Regions from separate parts of the Sus scrofa genome. Here regions 1 and 2 are each linked to region 3. A link is a contact called in public HiChIP or PLAC-seq data. All regions are on one chromosome and are shown on one strand. Each heading gives the region's core, a stretch centred on a gene start, on an enhancer-like site or on the middle of the called end of the contact. The rest is flanking DNA. Distances are from core to core; before and after follow the strand shown.

Evidence for each region. HiChIP or PLAC-seq counts read pairs in DNA pulled down with a chosen protein or histone mark.
Region 1: an H3K27ac HiChIP or PLAC-seq map of alveolar macrophages shows a contact between it and region 3. The contact joins the promoter of LBX2 here to the promoter of STAMBP in region 3.
Region 2: an H3K27ac HiChIP or PLAC-seq map of alveolar macrophages shows a contact between it and region 3. The contact joins the promoter of INO80B here to the promoter of STAMBP in region 3. A contact is called at or near these places in 5 of 47 Hi-C or Micro-C datasets (alveolar macrophages, embryonic fibroblasts, heart right ventricle and 2 more) and 1 of 2 datasets of contacts at active chromatin or transcription factors (alveolar macrophages).

What each region holds. Positions count from the first base shown.
Region 1 is chr3:68,548,657-68,551,475 of Sscrofa11.1, reverse strand. LBX2 (transcription factor LBX2) reads right to left here and starts at 1,257. Exons shown (of 2, transcript XM_003124997.3): 1 at 1,019-1,257. The coding sequence starts at 1,223.
Region 2 is chr3:68,587,037-68,589,900 of Sscrofa11.1, reverse strand. It overlaps INO80B (INO80 complex subunit B), which reads left to right and starts at 1,580. Exons shown (of 5, transcript XM_003124991.5): 1 at 1,580-1,736; 2 at 1,968-2,160; 3 at 2,378-2,496; 4 at 2,665-2,834. The coding sequence starts at 1,679.
Region 3 is chr3:69,186,922-69,189,621 of Sscrofa11.1, reverse strand. STAMBP (STAM-binding protein) reads left to right here and starts at 1,366. Exons shown (of 10, transcript XM_003125008.4): 1 at 1,366-1,477.

The DNA of each region.
Region 1 (2,819 bases), core at 8-2,507, 640 kb after region 3:
CAATCTCTAGCCTGCGAGAATCAGGCTTCGGTCCGGAAGGAAAAGCGGGGATCGAGCCAGCCAGGTGTGTGTGCTGGGAGGCGGGGAGGAGTTGGTGCGGAGAGAGAAGGCAGACGCGAGCCAGAACCCTGGTTCCCTGCCCAAAATTTGCGAGTGGCCGGGGGTGTATTTCAGCCCGGGGGGCGGGGGTGGGGGGAAATGGAACCGACCTCTAGGGTATGGGAGGCAGCAGGCTGAAGGCACCTTGCGGGGACAGGAAAGGGGAGGTGGGCAGGACAAGCCAGAGGAGACGTGGTGCACGGTCAGGCGTCTAGGGCCGGGCCTTTGAGGCCTTCCGGAGCCCCTGGCAGAGCGGGCTTGCGGGTCCGGCACCAGAGGCAGGGGGCAGACCATGATCAGAGTAGGGGTAGTCAATGCGCACGGTGAGTCTAACAGGACCGGACCGAGCCCTTCTTTAGACTCGTGGGTGGTGTCGGACACTCTCAGCTTATTCTTTTTTTGGTGATACGGGCCCCCCCTCCTCGACCCCAAAAGGATGAAAGTGGGGGTACAAAGGGCGAGGAAAGGTGGAGTCCGGAGTCCCGCGGCCTTTGCGGCTTCGGGGACCCTCTGCTCCCTGCGCCCTCTAGAGAAGAGAGCGATTTGGAGCGGAGCTTAGGTACCCGGAGAGGCCTGAACATCGTCTCCCAGCACTTTGTGCGCCGCCGTTGCCCTAGCTCACTCATTTACAGGCTCTGGCCCAGGCCTTTTGTCTCCTCTCTGGCCTTTCTCTGCTGCGACTGCCCCGCCTACAGCGGACCGCGACCCACGCACAGGTCGCTCAGTTCTCGACCGACCGGCGGCCTCTGAGAGCGGCCGCGGAGCCTGGGAACTAACGGAGGGGAGGGGAGGAAGAGGCCAGCCCTGGCACGTGGGCTGAGGGCACGGTTAGGGTAGTGGCCGAGTCGAGACCGGTAACCTGGAGGAGAGAAGTAGGGAGACGGCCAGGTCACAGTGCGCGACCTCGCCGGCGCTGTACCTTCAGAGGGCTGCGGCGCGTGCCCGTCAAGTCCGCGGAAAGTTTTACTAGTCAGCTCCTCCAGCGCGCACAGCGGCGACCTGGGACCTGGGCTCGACTCTGGAAGCTGCGACGCAGAGGGTCCTCGGGGAACCAGGCGCGAGCCTAGGATGTCTGCGATGCTGAAGGGTGTCCGGGGTGTCCCGGGCTCGGATCCCGAGCTCATGGCCAGCGGGGCTGTGGCGGTGCCGCCGCTGGCCGCCCTCGGCTCCGCAGCTGCCTGGGCCCTAGCTCGGCTCCCGATCTGGGCCCCCCGCCTCGGACCCGCCCCCCGCGCTGGGCCAGACCCTCGTGTGCCCCTCCTCCTGCGCCCCCACCTCCCAACTCCGGGCCGCGGTGGGTCTGGAGTTGGTAGATGTCCCGACAGCGGTATTTCTAGAGGGCGGGGAGATGCGGAGAGAAACCCGAGGAACAACCCACCAAGCCGGGCCGCCGGGCTGCTCTGCGCTGCCGAGCGTGGTCCGGTGTACACTCGGACCTTTCCTGGGCGGCCCCCAGATTCTGTGTACCACAGACTCCCCGCCTAGCCGCAGCTCTGGCTCATAAACTTGTCGGCAATAAAATTGCTCTCCCTGGCCCCAACTGCTGGGAATTTGCAAAATTCCGAGGAGGGAGACAGAGAGCTGACAGAGCTAGGATCCCCAGTCTCACCTAGTAGGGACCTCTGTCTCCCGACCTGGCCCCCTCGTCCCGCCCCACCCCTGCGGAACGCTCTTAAAGAGGTCCAGCGGCTGGAAGTTATTAGCGCGGCTCTGGGGGCTGGGGGACTTGGAAGGACCTGGCCGGGCGGGCGGAGCGACTGCAACCGGGAAAGGTGGGGATGCCATGGGGAAGCCAGCGCAGGTGAGTGGACTCTGCCGGCTCTCTGGCTGAATCCAGGGCTGTCCTGCCTTGGCTCAGAGGCCCTGGCAAGTCCAAACACGTGGAGAAGGGGTCAGAGACCCGATTCTCAGGAGGGAGGACACAACAAACCCAAGCTAGTGCTACTGCCTGGAAGGGTCTTTGCCAGTGAAGACTGGCCTCCACCAAGAGCCTCCTGGTTACTCTTTTGATCTATGAGTAGTCCATCTGTCTTTGTCTTATTAAACTCCTTTGGTTGGAGTAGGGGTCCTTCAGCCTGGGGAGGCCCAGAAACCACACAGCATCAGCAGCATTGGGAGCAGCCACTGGTCACTGCCCAGGATCAGCAGGATCGCTCCCTATAGAAGTGTGACTTGAAGCGCAGACTTCATCTGCCCAACCAGATCCTGGGACGGAACCCCTACCAACTCAGGGACAAATTCTAAGGCCTGAGATATTCATTCCTATTTTATCCATGTCCTATCTTTCTCTCTTCTCTCCCACACCTATTCCAGTTCTGGGCTTACACCACAGCCCTCCTGTGTAGGAATAAGACAGCTCTGGGACAACACTGCTCACCAGTGGAGGCTCAACAAGGCAAGGGTTTTATTCACACGTCACATCCCAAATAGCAAGGAAATGTACAACTCAGCGACAGAGAAGCCCCACCACTCCTGAGGAACCCACCACTCCTAAGGTAATTCATTGCTATGGATTTCTTCTTCTTCTCCTTCTTCTTCTTTTTGAATAGTGCCATAAAGAAGTGGGCCAGTCCCTCCTGGACTGTCCATTATGTTACCTTATCTGTAGACTTCTGTACCTCCCACCATTTGTGCAGTGATCCTCTGTGTCCACCCCAGGGCAAGTGGAACCTGCAGTTGGGCTGCCCCAAACCGAGCTTGGGAGAGCCAAGGCACCTGCG
Region 2 (2,864 bases), core at 331-2,830, 600 kb after region 3:
ATGTATCTCATGTCTATCCATCTATCCATATCTATCTATCTATCTATCTATCTATCATGCTTTTTTCTTCTTCTTTTTCCTCTGCCACACTCACAGCATATGGAAATTCCTGGGCCAGGGATCTAATTAGAGCTGCAGCTGTGACCTATGCCACAGCTGTAGCAATGTCAGATCCTTAACCTACTGCACCACAGCAGGAACTCCTCCTATAGTGCTTTTTTCTAATTATAAATGTGATATATATTGACTGTAAGAAAATTCATTGCAAAAAGTACTAAGCAATATTTAAAATTAAAAAAAAAGGAGAGGAAAGTAAATTCACTACGGATCTAAATAGTGAAAGTTCCCCAACTCCAGCTTCTAAAGATAATCACCATTAATGGCACAGTATACATTCCTTAATTTTTTTCTATGATAGCATAGTATGCCTTTTTAAATGGGATCATAACATCTTAAAACTTGCTTTTTTTATTTCATATGTCAGCCACACAGACCTCATTGACCTCACAGACCTTGTTTCCTTTTTTTTTTTTTGCTTTTTCTTGGGCCGCTCCCACGGCATATGGAGGTTCCCAGGATAGGGGTTGAATCGGAGCTGTAGCCACAGGCCTACGCCAGAGCCACAGCAACGCGGGATCCGAGCCGTGTCTGCAACCTACACCACAGCTCACGGCAACGCCGGATCGTTAACCCACTGAGCAAGGGCAGGGACCGAACCCGCAACCTCATGGTTCCTAGTCGGATTCGTTAACCACTGCGCCACGACAGGAACTCCTGTTGCCTTTTTTTTTAACTAAGTAAAGCATGCACATGTTTTATACAAACTTCAGTAGGCACGAAAGGGTATTTTATGAAGAATAAATTTCCCTTTGCCCTCAACCATCCATTGGAATTGCTGTCACCAGTTCCTTGAGTAGCCTTCTGGGGTTTCATTTCTTTTTATAGCAACATAGCTTCCCATTGTATAGATGTATCAAATTCATGATTTTTTTTTTTTTTTTTTGGTATTTCAGTAGAGGCACACTTAGATTGTTTCCAATACTATTATCCACTAGGATCTAATTTCCATGTCGATCTTATCAATTACTTACCAGTTTTTAGCTTTTGTTAGCAACAGGCTGTTCTAGATTGGACAGAGGCACCATAATTCATTTAACCATTTCTCTACTGATGAAAATTTGGGCTTAAAAACCATTTGCCCTGCTTTGGGGCACTTGTACTGTCAAGGCTTTCTGCCATTTTGCCCGCAATATCGTTATCTTACGTACTCCTCCAAACTGCACATTCCTTCAAGGCAGAGAGAAGTGCTCATACTCATCTTTGTATTCTCATAACCTGGATCCGAATTTGGTCCGGACCATACGTCCATCACGCTTGAGTGTAACAATAATTGAATCGCCCGCGCTGAGTTCTGATCTTAATTGTGGCGATGCGGAGCCAGCTGACAGCTCCCGCCAGTTCGAGCGGTCCGGCCCTCAGAGATACCGGAACTTTTGCTGGAAGGACTGTTGTTTCTCCCGGAGAATTTTAGCCGCAAAGTGTGCCCCGCACAAGCATGGTTGCTACGCACCGGAAGTAGCCGATTTTTTTTTACTGGAGTTAAGTTATTCCGCGGGGCGGAAAAGGTGTGTCTGCATGTGTTCGGACTATTTCCAGCCCCCTTTCCTCGCAGGGCCCCATGAGTAAGCTGTGGCGGCGCGGGAGCACCTCTGGGGCTATGGAGGCCCCTGAGCCGGGTAAGAGCGGGTCGATAAAGCAGCTTAGGCCTTCGCAGAAAAGGAATCTCTTTCTTGCTTCTCGGAGATGTCTGGGCGCCTCGCTACAGGTGGGAAGGAGAAAGGCGGGGCCGTTGTTATGGTAACAACGAACACCGCAGGAAGAGTAGGACCCCTCGGGGGTAGTGGGTTCTTCAGCGCTTTCCTTGCCCGGCTCCCGCTATACACGGTTGACAGGCTCTCCTTCCGCAGGGGAAGCCCTGGAGTTGAGTCTGGCAGGTGCCCACGGCCACGGAGTGCACAAGAAAAAGCACAAGAAGCACAAGAAGAAGCACAAGAAGAAACACTACCAGGAAGAGGAGGCTGGGCCCACGCAGCCGTCTCCTGCTAAGCCCCAGCTCAAACTCAAAATCAAGCTGGGCGGGCAGGTCCTGGGCACCAAGAGGTGAGATCAAGAAAGCAAGGTTTTACCTGGGGGACTTTAGAAACAGGTAGAGATAGGAGACGCTGGCTGGGCTTTCTAGTAGACGGAGAATGGACACTGTGACTTCAGGGCCCAGATTAATGGAGCAAGAACCCAAAAGGGTGTAGGGAAGGCTGGACGGATTGAGCAGGGAGAGACAATTGATTGCTCAGCTTACAGAGTTGTTGCTTCTCTGCAGTGTTCCTACCTTCACTGTGATCCCTGAGGGCCCTCGCTCACCTTCTCCCCTTATGGTTGTGGACAACGAAGAGGAACCTATGGAAGGAGTTCCCCTTGAGCAGTACCGTGCCTGGCTGGGTGAGAAGGATTTGGAGGTGGAAAAATTGGGTTTCTCATTATATCTGGTTAAGGGAAGGAGGTTTGTTCTGAGGAAGGTGAGGATTTTGAGTGTCCCAGTACTAACTTGGCCGAATTGGGTTCCCCATCTGAACAATTCTACTTTAGCTCTCCACCTTTCCTTTCCAGATGAAGACAGTAATCTGTCCCCCTCCCCACTTCGGGACCTGTCCGGGAGCCTAGGGGGTCAGGAGGAAGAGGAGGAACAGAGGTGGCTGGATGCTTTGGAGAAGGGGGAGCTTGATGACAATGGAGATCTCAAGAAGGAAATCAATGAACGGCTGCTCACTGCCCGACAGGTAAGTTGGTTCATTCTTTATTCAGTTACC
Region 3 (2,700 bases), core at 117-2,616:
GTAGGCCGGTGGCTACAGCTCCGATTAGACCCCCTAGCCTGGGAACCTCCATATGCCGCGGGAGCGGCCCTAGAAAAGGCAAAAAGACAAAAAAAAAAAAAAAAAAAAAAAAAGTTTACACAATGAAATTTACTTTTTTGATAAGATTTTAATTTTTTCTATTATAGTTGATTTACAATGTTCAATCAATTTCTACTGTACAGCAAAGTGACCCAGCTATACACACACGTATATACACCATCTTTTTCTCACGTTATCCTTCATCGTATTCCATCACAAGTGATTAGATATAGTTCCCTGTGCTATACAGCAGGATCTCATTGCTTATCCACTCCAAATGCAATAGTTTGCATCTACTAACCCCAAATTTCCAGTCCATCCCACTCCCTCCCCCCAAAATGAAATTTACTTTTAAAAACTTATCTTTCGCTGCCTATGGAATGTGGAAGTTCATGGGCCAGGGATCGAATCAAGCTTCTGGAGAGATAGTGATGGATCCTTAACCCAGGGCGCCAAAAGAGAAGTCTGAAATTTACTTTTAGATTCTACTAGTGGAAACCGCTAGAATGACTGCTCATCTACCGAATTACTCTTCCTCTGAAAACCTTGCCAACAGCCAAGATGGACCTTAACAGCCAAGGAGTCCACTGCGGCCTCTCTGGCCACAAAGGTTTCTCTGGACACTAAGTTTCTGAATGTGGCAATGAACAAAACTAAGGTGAAATCGAGCTGAGAATTGAGTAATTTCTAAAAATAAGTGAAGGAAAATTCACAGAGAGCAAATTTCCACACAGAGAAGACCCGAGGATATGTATTTAGCTATAAAAATAAAAGTAAAAACACAGCTCATCTCCTGATTTTCCAATGACATTCATTCAGACACACCTAGTAGAAGATATAGGGCATGGACAGGCTGATAGTGATAGGGGTCAACTTGCAATCAGTTTTAATAGAGTTTGTACAGTTTTCTCCAAAGAACTGGGACAAGGTAGCTTTCAGAATTGACATAAGCATTTAACACACCTCACAAATATGAAGGACGTGAAGGCATGGGGTAAACCTGAGTGACCAGACTCTAATTCCAAAAAATGTATGCTTTATGTAATAGATTTTATTTGATTCCATACTTTCTAAGCTTGTTTAAGATATGTTGCATTACAACTCGTGTAGCTTTTCACTCGGAGGGAATGCATCGGTCCATTTACGGTGTTCGTATTAATCTAAAAACAAAAGTTAGCTGGGTCCTTTATTTGTTTCCCACTCCTTCCGCGCTGATTTTCCTTTACCAAAATGGCCTCCCCCCAGCTCTCTTCTCATTGGTGGGTTTTTTTCCGCAGGTGACAGCTCTAACCCCGCCCCCAGACACTGCCCCGGGTCCTAAGTTCTTGGGAGTTTAACTGATAGCCCAGTTGGAGGGGGCGGGGCGGGGGCCGGATGTGACGTTTACGGAAGCTCCGAGAGTCATTCGCGGGGACAGGTGGGGAAGGGTCCCGGGAATGTGGTGGGGCTTGGGTGCTGAGCGTGGTCTGACAGTGACGCGGAGTGGCGGCCGTGAGTGTGGGACCTGCAGCCCACTCCTCCCCGCACCGCCTGCCCAGCCCTCTGCGCGCGAGTTCCCTGACGGCTCCGGTGCCCAGTCGGGCCCAGCGCGCCCCCGCCTACCTCATGGGCCCTTATGCTGTTGTCAAGAGGTCCCTCTCCGCTGTATACGCCCCCATCGCTCTTCCCGCTGCTTCCTTTTTCCTTCTCATGTTTACCCCTTGGTCCTTTACGGCACCACCTCTCTGGAGTATTGCTCAGCTCTGTAGTACTGGGCACCACCTGCTGGTCTCGGGAGTGGATTCCATTCGCGACAAAAATATCCTCTACAGAGAGACAGGGAAGAGCAACGAGCTTCCTCTGTTTCAGATAGCTTTGATGGGCTTTGCCCTGAATTTACTAATTAGACAACTGGGGGAGGTTTTAGATTTGCTAGTGGCTTTCTGAGCCCTTAAAAAGGCTCCTTACAGGAGACAGAATGCCTCTACATCCCTGGTAGTCCCCACAGCTTTTGTACTATGGGGGTGTATGAGAAGCAGCAGCTTGGTGGAGAAAGTGTCACTTAGAGATAGAATTGGCCTGGAGAAAACTATCTCTTAGGGAGGGGTTGGAGTGGAAAACAACAACAGTGTATAGACAAATGAAACTGAAATGTAAAGGTTTCTAGGCAGATATGAATCATGACTGAAGCAAAAGATCTCTGTGGGGAATGAGTAAGGTTTAAGATTCAAAGGAAAAAATGGGCCATTTGACACAGGGTCTTGAATTTCAAAACCTGTGGTAGCTTGTGTATATTCTAGAACATGCTGGTTAGGGTGTGCTGTAATTCAGTATGTAAGGTTGGAAGTTAGAATCTGATTCTAGCAGTAGCAATATCCAGAAAGATTCTAGAGGGGTTCCTTGGTGGCTCAGTGGCTTAAGGATCTGGTGTTGTCACTGTTGTGGCTTGGGTCACTGCTGTGGCACAGGTTCGTTTCCTGGCCTAGGAACTTTTGCATGCCCTGGGCCTGGCCAAAAAAAGAGAGAGAAAGATTGTAGATTACTGCAGTATGAGTCCCAGGTGGTGTTTTGTTGTGTTGTGTTTTTTTTTTTTTCTTTCAAGTTACCTTTGTGTCCTTTTGTTATTCGAAGAGCGCTTAGTCTTTGAAGATAGATTCCAAT